Linked DNA regions of Sus scrofa: all the other regions are linked to region 3. A link is a contact called in public HiChIP or PLAC-seq and promoter capture Hi-C data. All regions are on one chromosome and are shown on one strand. The core of a region is the stretch at or near the end of the contact, and the rest is flanking DNA. Distances in the headings are between cores, read along the strand shown.

The links. Promoter capture Hi-C pulls out the DNA fragments that hold promoters and counts their contacts. HiChIP or PLAC-seq counts read pairs in DNA pulled down with a chosen protein or histone mark.
Region 1: a contact with region 3 is called in an H3K27ac HiChIP or PLAC-seq map of alveolar macrophages. The contact joins the promoter of PRR13 here to the promoter of CBX5 in region 3. A contact is called at or near these places in 1 of 5 promoter capture datasets (fetal liver) and 1 of 2 datasets of contacts at active chromatin or transcription factors (alveolar macrophages).
Region 2: a contact with region 3 is called in a promoter capture Hi-C map of fetal liver, with 2.7 times the contacts expected there. The contact joins the promoter of SP1 here to the promoter of CBX5 in region 3. A contact is called at or near these places in 1 of 5 promoter capture datasets (fetal liver) and 1 of 2 datasets of contacts at active chromatin or transcription factors (alveolar macrophages).
Region 4: a promoter capture Hi-C map of liver shows a contact between it and region 3, with 4 times the contacts expected there. The contact joins the promoter of CALCOCO1 here to the promoter of CBX5 in region 3. A contact is called at or near these places in 1 of 5 promoter capture datasets (liver) and 2 of 47 Hi-C or Micro-C datasets (liver and skeletal muscle).

Annotation. Positions count from the first base shown.
Region 1 is chr5:18,659,392-18,662,357 of Sscrofa11.1, forward strand. PRR13 (proline rich 13) reads left to right here and starts at 1,423. Exons shown (of 4, transcript NM_001244511.1): 1 at 1,423-1,643; 2 at 2,113-2,151; 3 at 2,736-2,966. The coding sequence starts at 2,133.
Region 2 is chr5:18,586,840-18,590,019 of Sscrofa11.1, forward strand. It overlaps SP1 (transcription factor Sp1), which reads left to right and starts at 1,924. Exons shown (of 6, transcript XM_005652567.3): 1 at 1,924-2,108. The coding sequence starts at 2,102. LOC102163309 (a long non-coding RNA gene) reads right to left here and starts at 1,797. Exons shown (of 3, transcript XR_002343962.1): 1 at 825-1,797; 2 at 468-585.
Region 3 is chr5:19,482,634-19,485,852 of Sscrofa11.1, forward strand. CBX5 (chromobox protein homolog 5) reads right to left here and starts at 1,894. Exons shown (of 5, transcript XM_021091740.1): 1 at 1,740-1,894. HNRNPA1 (heterogeneous nuclear ribonucleoprotein A1) reads left to right here and starts at 2,544. Exons shown (of 9, transcript NM_001077218.1): 1 at 2,544-2,558; 2 at 3,104-3,219. The coding sequence starts at 2,544.
Region 4 is chr5:18,929,018-18,932,291 of Sscrofa11.1, forward strand. It overlaps CALCOCO1 (calcium-binding and coiled-coil domain-containing protein 1), which reads right to left and starts at 1,385. Exons shown (of 15, transcript XM_005652574.3): 1 at 1,244-1,385. LOC106507255 (a long non-coding RNA gene) reads left to right here and starts at 1,591. Exons shown (of 4, transcript XR_002343963.1): 1 at 1,591-1,673.

The sequences.
Region 1 (2,966 bases), core at 173-2,672, 820 kb before region 3:
ATAGCTCATGTCAACACCAGATCCTTAACCCACTGCATGGGGCCAGGGAAACCCACATTCTCATGGGTAGTAGTCCAGTTCTTTTTTTTTTTTTTTTTTTTTTTTTTTGTCTTTTTGCCATTTCCTGGGCCGCTCCCACGGCATATGGAGGGTCCCAGGCTAGGGGTTGAATGGGAGCTGTAGCCACCAGCCTATGCCAGAGCCACAGCAACGTGGGATCCGAGCTGTATCTGAGACCTACACCACAGCTCATGGCAATGCTGGATCCTTAACCCACTGAGCAAAGCCGGGGATCGAACCCACAACCTCATGGTTTCTAGTCAGATTCGTTAACCACGGAGCCACGACGGGAACTCCAGTAGTCCAGTTCTTAACCCAGTGAACCGTGCAGGAACTCCTAACCATGTAATTTCGAATTTAAATAAATTTCTATGCTGAAATAAAAAAAGAAAACACGGTCACACCTATGATTATGCACAAACTTGTACACGAATGTTCATAGCAGCAATATTCATAATAGGCAAAACATAAAAACAATTCAAATGTCCATCAGTTAATGAATGGATAAACTAAATGTGGAATATCCAAATAGTGGCATATTATTTAGTACTTCCTTCAGAAAAAAGAATGGAGTTCCCTTGTGGCACAGGAGGTTAAGGATCCCAGGTTGTCACTGCAGCAGCTTGGGTCACTGCTATGGCAAGTGTTGACTCCTGGCTTGGGAACTTCCATATGTGGTGAATGAGGCCAAAAAAAAAAAAAAAAAAAAAGAAGAAGAGGCCATTGCAGCATTCCCGTTGAGATATGATGGTAGGCTGGAAGCAGAGAAGATTGAAGAGAAGTAGAGAAATTTCAGATTTATTCGTGAAACAAACGGACCCTTCCCGATGCTGGAGCGGGAAGAGGGGAAGGTGAAGGAGAGAGCCATCAAGGATCACCTCCGGCGTTTCTGCTTTGTGCAATTCGACAGATGGCGGAGCTATGTAGTTGATACAGGGAATCCTAGGAGAGATTAGAAATCTCTGTATTTCTCCCAAGAATGTTTCTTTACTTTCTATGGACGCTGACAGAGGCGGCAATATTGAGTTTTAGGGTGAATATCGGCAGCTCCCCGCCCTTCCTTAAGCTGTGTATATATATCTGTACAACATTTATCATGGTATATTTACTTTATAAGGTGTGGCACCCACTGGACTAAGAGCTCAGAGGTCAAGGGTTGAATTTCCTCTAGGTACTCACGAACTTGCTCTGAAGCTGGCCCCGCCCACCCATAGCCCCGCCCCCAGGCATTTCCGGCCCGCTCGCCCTCTGCACCGGCCTCACCCCAGAGCGCCCAGCTCCGCCCCCACTGCAACCATTGCCTTTTAGCCTAGTGGGGACTAGAGTGATTGACGAGCATGTTCTCCAATCCTAAAGCCCAATGTTGTTATATTACCAATTCGGAGGCAGCAGAGGCGGATGCCAAAGCCTAACGTGAGAGGGTGATCGGGAAGTGAGAGTGGAGGCTGCGGAGGACGCCTCCGCCCAGGCGGTGGTATAAAGCTGACGGGACGTCAGTATTCTGTTCCTTTCTTTCTCCATTCCTGGGTGAGACGCCCCTTCGTTGCTGGGGAGCCGGGGTCTCCACTTGCCTTTTTTAAAGGGTAAGAGGGTGTGTCTAACTATATAAGCGTTTGAGGATCTTTCCTGAGCTGCCTTACCTCCTTTCGCCTCCAGGCAGGTCCTTCTGTTAGCCTGGGGTGCGGGGTCCTGTCTCCCGTCACCCATCCTTGGGGATGGTGAAGTTGTTTCAGATCCCTCCGCAGCCTATGGTGGTTAAAGTCTTCCGGGCTCGGTCAAGGAAAGGGAGAGGAGTGATGGGGATAGCGAGATTCGCGCACTCAGCCCCTCTCCCGAGGAGTTAGAATCCGCAGCCAGAGCGAGTGGAAGGTGGAGGGAAACTAGGTATTGGGGGCGAAGGAGCGGGTGGAAGGAGACATTTCTTATGTAGCGAACCTGTTAGTTCCCTGGGAGCCTACAGTGGGGCAGGAGGCGTTGAAGTTGGGCTTGGTGTCTAAATCACCCACCCACTTCTGGGCCGTCAGCTTTTAACCTTCATTTCTTTCTCCTCAGGCTGGTGAAAACCCCTGAACATGTGGAATCCCAATGCCGGTAAGTGTTTGGGGAGAATCTCTTCTCCTGCCCCAGTCCCTTTTCGGATGGGCCACAACAGGAAGTTTGTGTCCGTTTCTCCTCCACCTCTGCCCTAACCTACAAAAAAGCAAAGTCCATAGCTGCCCAGTGTCTTCCCCCAGAGTTCACTGTCTCCAGGGAACGTTACCTTTTCTTTCTCTTGTATAGGTTTGTCTCCCCTCCCCTCCATGCTCCTCTTTCTTCAGCTTTACATTTTTTCCCCCCTAGGGCCACACCTGCGGCATATGGAGGTTCCCAGGCTAGCGGTCCAATCGGAGCTGTAGCTGCAACTGCGCCACAGCCACAGCAACGCGGGATCCGAGCCGCGTCTGCGACCTACACCACAGTTCACTGCAGTTCCTTAACCCACTGAGCGAGGCCAGGGATCGAACCCACAACCTCATGGTTCCTAGTGGGATTCGTTAACCACTGAGCCACTACAGGAACTCCTCCATTTTCCTTTAAGTATTGAGTGAAAAATGGAATCCCCTTCTTTTTGTTGTTTGTTGTCAGAAGCTCTGGGCAGTTCTAATCTTAAATTTATTCTTTGCTTTTTCCACCAGGGCAGCCAGGGCCAAATCCTTACCCGCCTAACGTTGGATACCCTGGAGGTTGCCATCCTACCCATCCACCATCTGCCAACCCTCCCTTTCCTCCAGGCCCCCTTCCCACTCCTCCAGGAGTGCCCCAGGGGAATCCAGCTTTTCCCCCTGGCGGGCCTTGTTATCCTGTGCCACAGCCAGGGCATCCAGGATGCCAGCCCTCAGGTCCCTACCCACCACCTGCCCCTTGCA
Region 2 (3,180 bases), core at 674-3,173, 900 kb before region 3:
TTTGTGGGCCTATTCTGGCTTGGAATCTGACACTACATCTCAGCTTGTGATCCTGAACAAGTTACTTCTTAGCCTCCATATCTTCATTTACAAAATACATACTGTCTCTAATACTAACATCTTCCTTAAGAGAATGACATAAGGAATGCCAAGATGCCTAGATGCCCTAGGTACCTAACGCTGTAGGAATTCACCTTTTTTTTTTTTTTTTTTTTTGCTTCTTAGGGCCTAACTTGCTGCACATGGAAGTTCCTAGGCTAGGGGTCAAATCGAAGTTGCAGCTGCCAGCCTAGGCCAAAGCCACAGCAACGTGGGATCCAAGCCATGTCTGTGACTGTACCACAGCTCATGGCAAAGCGCGATCGGATCCTTTACCCACCGAGCGAGGTAGGGAATGAACCCGCGTCCCCATGGCTCCTAGTCAGTTTCATAACCCACTGAGCCACAATGGGAATTCCAACATTCACCTTCTTCAGGCTTTGCCCAAAGCAGTAGAGGCCTCAGTTTTCGGGAATCCATACTTTAAGACATGATAGTAATATGGAGAAGTGCCGAGTTGTAGATAATGAAGTGGCAACATAGAACCTACAAGGGCGAAAGAGAATGGCTTTATGTTATTGACAGGCCACGCAGGCTGCCTCCACCAAAACTAGGGTAAAGGAGAGGCAGAATGAGTAGCCAGAAATTCAGGTGTTTCGGGAAAAATCACCTCTAACCTTTGCAGTTGCAAAAAGCAGGCACTCTATCTGGCTACTTGCTTTATGTTTAAACGTTATTTACAATTACGGGGTAGAGGCAGGGGCGGGGGTGGGGTAGCAGCTTACAGGACCTCGAACTCCAGGAAGTCCTCCAACACTCTTTAGCCTCAAAAGCAAGCTCTCGAAGAGTTAACCGGCCTTAAGTAGCTATCAACTTTGGGGGAATTTAGTAAAATGGCGTTTGCTGGAGTCTCACAAAGACCTTGCAAATTGGTCAGTGCGTTATTAACCTACTGTATGAGCGCCCTCGCCAGATCTCCTTGCGCCAGCACCCACAGGGGTTACACCATATTCTGAGGCATCCGCCTGCCAGTCCGCCCACCGCGGAGGGGGGAGACCTGAGAGGTACTTTTAAAAGCGGTTAAGTGAAGACTCAAACAAGCCCTGATGTCGAGGAAGAAATGCGACGCGCCGCGGGGCTCGGCCCTGACACTTGTTGAATTGCAGGGCTCTGCTGAAGCCTTGCCACCTAATCACGGTAAAGACGTCCCCAGAGGAGGGCCAAAATGGCGACGGACTCCTCTTGGCACAGCCCTGTTACCTCCCCGACAACTGGCGCCTCTAGTAACGCCCATTGGCCAAGCCGGAGGCGGTGCCTGGCTTCCCTCGCTGCCTCATTGGGCTGAGTGACTGAAGCAGCCGCCAATTCTCCCCTGCCTACTCCAGGTTCCCGCCCTCACAGTTTAAGCAGCATTCAATTGGCTTTTATTCACGTCAATTTGTGTCCTAGCGCGTCTCTTTTCAGTGTTAATCCAATCATAATTTTCCTGGCCGCCCGCCTGATTTCTGATTGGTTTTGATAAGCTTCATCCTATCCCATTCCTGTCTACTTTTTACCACCTCCCACCAGGACTTTGCCCAGGCTTGCCCAGGGTTTTGGTTGGTCGCTGTTCTGTCATTCCAATGAAAACCCTTCCTATCCCTACGTCTCAGCGAGCCCGCCTGGCAGTTGACTGGTTTCTCTCCAAGCCTATCATCTCTAAATCCCGCCTATCTTCACTTCCTGCACCTTTCATTGGCTTTTAAAACTGAGAGGGCGCCCTTTTTGGGCGGACACCACGCACGCAACTTTGTCTTACACGCCTTAGAGAGCAAACGAGTCTCGCCATTGGGTAATTTGCCTGTCTTTCTTTTGCAAGTCCCTCCTTTCACCCTCCCTTATTGGGCGGGGCAGCAGTGGAGGGGCGGGGCCTAGGCCGGGCTTGTGGCGCGCTGCTCCCTCCTCTTTACCCCCCCCTCCCTGTCCGGTCCGGGTTCGCTTGCCTCGTCAGCGTCCGCGTTTTTCCTGGCCCCCCCAACCCCCCCGGACAGGACCCCCTTGAGCTCGTCCCTCAGCTGCCACCATGAGCGGTAAGGATGAGTCCACTCCAAGCTTAGGGGTGGGAGGGGAGTGAGGGGGCGCGCGCGAGGGCCGACCGGGCGGTCCCCGCCGTGAGGGGGGCGGGCGGGAGGCGGCGGCGGCGGCCTTGGTCCCGCCCGGGGCGGAGGGAAGGGAGGGAGAAGGGGCAGTGGCGGGGCCTCGGAGGAGGAGGGGGATGGGCCGCCCGCCCCGGGGGAGGGGGCAGCGTGGCCTCGCCCGCCCCCTGCCCGCCCCAGCCACGGGGGACGGGCCTTACCCCCCACTACTCGGCCGCCCGCCTGAGGCTCCTCCTGCCGGGGGCTGGAGCCGCGGGGGCGGCCCGAGCAGTGCAGGCCCCGCCCGGGCCAACCGCCTCCCTGGTCCGCCCTCTGGTCGCCGCCGGCCCCAAGGCCCTCCTCCCCCCACCCCCCGAAGGTTACCCCTCCCCCCCGTAGATTACCCCTCCCCCTACCGTCCCGCCCTTTCCACGCCCCTCACCCCGAAACCGCCCTTTCCTTCTAGGGCCCGCCCTCTGTCCGCCCCGAAACTCCTGATTTCTAACCCCTGGACCTCTTTAGCCCCTTTCTAGTATTCACAAATGTTCCCCCCTACAAAACTTTTTATCTCATCTTTTCTCCTTCCCCTTCCTTTCCTCTTGTGACTTTCTACACTTGAATTCTTCCCTTTCTCCATCTCCTTTGACCCTAATTTGAGCAAGCTTTCCATCCACCCACATGTTTTATGCCTTATCTATATTTCTCCTTTTTTTCCCCGCAGGATACTTTTAAACTCCTTCAACATGTCCACGGACCCTTACATTGTCTATACCAAAAGCACCTTTTCATTGTTTTCTGAGTTTAATTTTGTACGAGGGAGAACTGCGGCCCAGTTTTGGCACCAAGGGGCCCAGTTCAGGTCTTCCTAGCCCTACAGCTGTCTCTTCTTCCCCAATCCTTTTTTGTTTGTTTGTTTAAATACTGGGACTTTCACCTTCCTGTTAGTCATTTTTGTTTGGTCCTAGTCTTCCTTACCCTTCTTCATTTTATCTTTTTTCTTTCCCCAACTTTAAGTTATCTTTTAATT
Region 3 (3,219 bases), core at 644-3,143:
TATTTGAACTTACTACAGTATTTAAACAACTGTCCCTTGATACTAAATAAGGCAGTTAATAACAGAGGAGTATAGGAATTCTCTTATGAGGCAGTAGGTTAAGGATCCAGAATCACCACTGCAGCAGCCTGGATCACTGCTGTGGTGCACGTTAGATCCCCAGCCCAGGAACTTCCTTATGCCACAGGTGCGGCCAAAAAAGGGGGAGGGGCAGTATAGACTCTCATACAGTCAAAACGTAATGAAAATTTCTATGGTTTACTAAAACATAGTGGAATGAGTAGAACAAGCATTACTAACAGGATATGGACTGCACAGGAAATACTTTGAAATTCTATAATCAAAAGGCAAAAAATAACCCAGGTGATGGATGGGTTCCGTCTCCAGCACCCTAAGTATCACCCTCCTTAAGCAACTTCCTTTTTATCCAAATCCAGATATCCTTAAAGGAACAGCAGAAAGAAGGCCTAAGAAGATCTGTAACAATGTAAAGAGATATATATATATGGAGGAGAAAGTTCCTCAGAGCAGAGCCTAAGATAAAGGAATTGGACAATGCTTGTAAAGCACTTAACATCATGACTATCAGTACTCAAAAAAAAAAATTATCTTTTTAAAATTTGTTTGTTTAAACCAAGAATCGCTTTAGTTCTTAACTGAAAAACAGCACCTTTTTGAGGTGTAAGGAGGTGGTGAGAAGTACTTGACTATAACTGAAAACACAAAAACAACGAGCTTTTAAATTTATTTTTAATTACAAATTATTATCCCTGCAAAAATGTAAACACTGGAGATGCGATGTGTCTCCAACCCACTGTATCCCTAGAGGTTAACATATTTTGCTATGCAGTTTTCCGAAACATTTCCTATGGGTTCACAAATATTTCTTTGTCTGTGGAAATATGCATTACTGTTATTTTGTAGACTCTTCTTGGGTGCTATTCCACAACAGTACAAATAAATTCTATTTGTTCTAACATTTCAAGGCAGTCTTCCTAAAGAAGCGAGTTTTCCAGTCATGTCTTTGACATCCCTTGTTCCCCTCCAAAACCTAAAGTGCTGGATGGTGAGATATACCGTTGTGGGGGGGAAAGAGCCAAAACCGAGGAATACAGGACCAAACTTAACAGCTTTCCTACCAGAGAAGTGTGGCACGGAGGCCCACAGGTTTTGTTAAAGTCATTGTGAATAAAATAGCCCCTACGCGCCATCACAGGCATTGAATCCCCTTCCTCGCATCCCCAAATCTAAGACCTCCCTCTTTTGGAGCGCTGATTGGACGAACAGCCTGAGCGCTTTCCAGAGGCTGCTCGCCTACTGGCTCCCGATTTGGTCCATCCACCTAACCGCCCAACTCCCGCATCCCCCATTGGAGTCAAATCGTGGCCTCTTGGAGGAGCCCAACCTACCGCGCGCTTCGTGCTCATTGGCTCAGTGAGATGCTGCTCAGGAGGAGAAAGCCCGCCTCCCACATACCGATGGCCCAAGGACCGATGAGTCGGCAGCTAAGGACAGCCCCAATTGGCCTATACACTCGCCAGTCAAACTCTTCCGCTGCAAAGCTCCACAGAACCTACGGGGATAAAACATCCCGCCCCCGTTCTTCCATTGGTTGGCCGATCTCACCGCTCCCCCTTCACGAGCCCCCACCCCGAGGTCCATTCATTTCACACAATAACGGGCCCAGTTGGAGTCAGTTCAAGACCTCGTATGGGTAGGCAAGATGGTCCGCCACTTACCGGGGGTCGAGACCGATCACTCACGCTAACGCCTCGCCTGTTCCTCTGTGGTGCGGCCGGACCACAAGCCACCGCCGCCGCCGCCTTCTGCGCAACGCCAACCGCCCGCCAAAACGGATCCTTCCCTGCGCCTGCGCGACCAATCCTGGGACCCGACCCTTTCCCCGCCCATTACGCCTGCGCAAAAGGGGGCACAACTCCCGCCACTACGCAGGCGCCTTAGGTTCGCCGCTGTCTCCTGCCCGCCATTTCACGTGTTGCAAGCTCCGGGCGGAACTTCTTAGCGCGCCTGCGTAAACTCGCCATTTTACTACACATGCGCTCAGCAGGCGATCTTGCCCCCGCCCCCGTTCCGCCAAATTGTCACATGCTAGCTACTTTTTTGATACATAGTATTAAAAATGCTTTGACACAGGCGTTGAATATTCCGGACATAGCTAATTAAAAAGTTATCTCAATACCCGAAATAATTCAAATATGAATCATTGGTTGACCAGCCAATCAGTCTAGTTAAGAATAATATTACTTAGGAACCAATGGACCGGGAGGGGTTGAGACTGCGTAGAACGCCCAAACGGATGACGTTACACAGCAACGCATACGAGAGACCAATAGTGGGGGAAAGCTATGTCAAATATCCAATCAGAGCTACTCAGGGGCGGAGTCTACCAATGCCGAACGCGAGGAGGCGGGATAAAAAAGCGAGGCCGAAGGTAGGCTGGCAGACTCGTTCGTTAGATTACTCCTTTCTGCCCCCGGACGCCGCCGAGTAAGCATCGTTGTAACCTCCTCCCCACTACCGTCATGTCTAAGTCAGAGGTGAGTGAGACTCTTTTTTCATCTGCGTTTTCTTCTTCGCCGCTTGCTGAGTTTGGTAGGGTGCAGTCTGGTTTGGCTGCTTGCACCAGCCTTTTCGGCAGTTCTTCGGTCGCTGCCGGGGCCTACCCCTCCCTGAGTTCAGGTCGCCATTTTGTCCTCGTCGCCATGAGGCTGTCGTCGTGCAATCCTTGGTTATCACGCTGCTCTCGTTCTTTTTTGCAATGCTCGTGGACACATTCGGTCTGTTTTTCATCCTTGTCCTAGTGGACGACTTTCTTAAAGAGTAGCTGTAGTCCAATTTTGGCGATGCACGCCCTCCCAGTCCTTTTGTTGCGCGTGCGTCGTAGGGAGAGTAAGGGGCGCATGCGCTCGCCGCTTCCCAGCCCCCAACATACCGCCTCCCCAGATGGGGAGAAGCACGTGGCTTACAGCGACCCGAGGGAACAATAAAAGCTTCGTACGTTGCTACCTGGTGTTGCTTCTTGTAGCGGGGAGCTTGTTTGCGTTATAGCCCTATTTAACGCTTTTTTTGCCCCTACTTCTAGTCTCCCAAAGAGCCCGAACAGCTGCGGAAGCTCTTCATCGGAGGTTTGAGCTTTGAAACAACCGATGAGAGTCTGAGGAGCCATTTTGAGCAATGGGGAACGCTCACAGACTGTGT
Region 4 (3,274 bases), core at 135-2,634, 550 kb before region 3:
AGAGTTCCAAAAGAACCTCACATTCTTCTCTTCAGGTCTTGCCAGGAGCAGGGTTAGAAATCTACTGGTCTGACTCTATGTGAACCCAGCTCTCGTATTTCCCTACCCATTTTCTCTCTGCTCCCCTAAGCCTTAATTCCAAGTGCCTTAATCCTTCCAGCTGCTCAGATTGGTAGTTGGAGGCATGCTATAGGAGGGATTGAGAGGAAGAGATGTTCCAAGCTAGGTGGGGAAAATTCACTGGAAAGAATGGGGGTGGGACGAAGAAGGATAACAATCAAGAGAATCCTCAGGCCAGGCCTGTGAGATGGCCCTTGTCATTTCTCCTCTCTAGCTCACTAATCTTCCTCCTGTGTCAGCCACAGGCACTAGTCATATGCACGCCCCCAAACACCACAAACCCACACTGAGGCTGAAGTCAGGTGGGTAGAGACTTTAAAAGAAGACAAAAACGCCTTAGAGAAGGCAAGATGGGCCAGCTCTACAGAAAGAAGCTACTTCTTCCTCCAAAATAGAGACTGAATTGAGGACAAGAGGTTTCTCTGAATTTTTATCTCTGAAAAATCCTTACTTAAAACCAGCCCATGTTTTTTCTAAATACAATTCTTCTGGCTTTCCAGGAGGGGGTGAATTGTCCTCAAAGATCTAAGCCGGGGGAACCCCATATACTCCCTACAAAAAAAATTCCTAACAGCTGGAAATATCCCCAGGCCTGAAAGAGAGCACTGGGCACCTGAAGTGTGTATGTGTAGCCTGATTCGGTTGTTTGCTTTGCGGGGGGGGGGGGTGTCTCATCCCCCCACGCTGTAGGGCTTCAGAGTTCTTTTAACATTCTACACCTTGTAATGTTTTCCTTCAGGAATTCAGTGGCATAAAGGCCTTTAGATTGAGGTGGGGCGGAGGGTGGCTGGGGGAGAGGGGAACGGGAAGGTTTGTGAGGCCAAGTCTTGCCTGGCTGAGAATAAGCAGACTTCGGCCTCCCTCAACTCCCTTAAGCGTTTCAAGCTTTATAAAGAAGGACTGAGATGGAGGCGAGAACAGTGACTGGGTATCCCCTTGATCACGGCCCCCCTGAGACCAAGAACTCTCAAAACTGTGGGGGTGGTTTCTCCAGTACGGAAAGTGTTAACACCCAAACGCTCCTCCACCCGCCTTTACCGGTTCCCTTAGATGATCCTTTCACAGGCTTGAAAGTGGGGTGGCCCCCCATAAAACCGCCCCCAAATTAGGCCAAGTTTCTTACCCCACAGACGGATCAGCTGTTCCCTCACCTTTCACCAACAACAAAAACAGCACTCCGACTCCAGGAGGGGAGGGAGAAGGGTGGACGCGAGGGCTTCTGGGGTTTGTGGTTCCTCCGAGCCTTTTTGCCGGCGAGCCAGTGCGGATCTAGGACTACATAACCCAGGAGTCTGTGCGCAAGGAGGGCGGAGTAGAGGGCGGCCGCGGGGGAGGCCTCACAGCAGCATCCTGGGAGGCGTAGTTCTCACTTCCGTGACCGTGAACGAGGGTGTGGCCAGCAAAGAACTTCACAGCCCATGATGCCTTAGGAGGGGGGCAGGCTACGTTAGTGGCGACTGCCGGTTGGTACCGTGCGTGGTTGGGGGTGGGGAGGAGTTACGGCTCGAAAGCTGTCTTTAAAATACATTATAGAGTGGGCCGAACGAGTTCAGGTACACACTTTCGCTTACTTTTAACGACAACTTGTGAGGTAGGCGGTTTTGTTATCCACGCCTTTCAGATGGAGACACTAAAGCCCAGAAAGGTTACGGAACCGATCTAAAGTATCAAAGCTATGAGAGGGTAGGATTGCACGACTCCCAGTGCTCTTGCCACTACATCACAACTACCTACCGTCTAGGGGATAGGAAACTGTGGTAGCAGTTTCTTCATTGCTTCATCCTCAGGGGCAGCCCTGCAAAAACTATGTGTTCTGCACCACTGAGGATTTTTTTTTTCTAACTCGAGGGCTTCAGTTCCAGACGCCTGCCAACACTGGACTGGGCTCCCCTCAGCGTCCTCTAGGTCCAGAAGGAGGACCCATTGTCCGAGGTGTTGTTGGTTGGGAGGGCAGAGGTGAAGTGAGGAGAACCACGTTGAAAAGGGAACATGGCATAATGCAGGACAGTTCAGAAACAAGCCACTTACCCGGCTGGTTTGCCCAAGCCTTTTAACTGGCTTAAATTCATTAAGATAATAATACATGTTGTTGCTCCTGTTTTTTGTTTAGAAGAGGTGAAAGATTCACATTCCTCCCACGCACCCTCAAGTCACGAGTCCATTAAAGACCTGGGCATCCTGCACGGGGTCTGAGGCATTCAAAAAATGATCTCTCTCAGTCTCTGTATTAAGGAATTACAGTCTAAGGATTGATTTGCTCTTCTGCTTTAATTTTCTGCTGCATTAAGTTATGGTGCCTCTGCCTTTTCCAAGTTTTGGGGTAGTATTTTGCTTTTATGACAATAGTGTGTCTGGTGCCTGCCCTTGGGTGCCTTTCATATTGAAGATCTCCAAGCACTTAGCAATAAATCATCAGGCTTCACAAACATTAAGGTGACATGTCAGCGTCACTAGTCAGGATTTATGAGTTAGGACAAGCTGCTGGTTGCAGAGATGGCTCAAGGTCCTGGGGTGGGTTAAGAGTGAGGCCTGTTCAGGTGCCCAAGTCTCAGTTGTTCTTGGTTTTTGTCTTCCACCTGGCATAAAGGCTTATAGGAAAACTCAGTCTCAGCTGGAGCTCAAAATAGTAACTTTTGTTTATTGGGTGTTTACAATGTGTTTAAACTATGTTAAGGACTTTTCCATATAATACAATACCCTTATATAGTAGGCCCTTTTATTATTCCCACTTTACATAAGATGAAGATTGAGGCACAGACTATTAAGTGACTTACCTGGGGTCATAGACTTACCACCACTACCTAGCAAGTGGTAGAATCAGGATTGAAGCACAAATGGTCAGAATACCATATTAACCACCCCAGAAACTCCTGGGTGGCATACTAACTCCCTTTGTTCTAAGGAACAGTGCTCTTACCAGGAGATAAGTGTTCACTGAGCATTTATGTGCAAGGAGCAAGGTAATGGGAAACAGATCAGTTCAACAGATAGATGTGTCAGGTGCTATCCTTGGTATTCAAGAAATTTTGTTGAAAGAATGAATATAAAATATAGATATTTGAAGGATGGGTTTAGATCGTTTAACAGGATGGGGTCTGGGAAGGAAAAGCTTGTGCCAGGCTGAGGCAAAGATGCAGTGGTGGGAATGTATAAA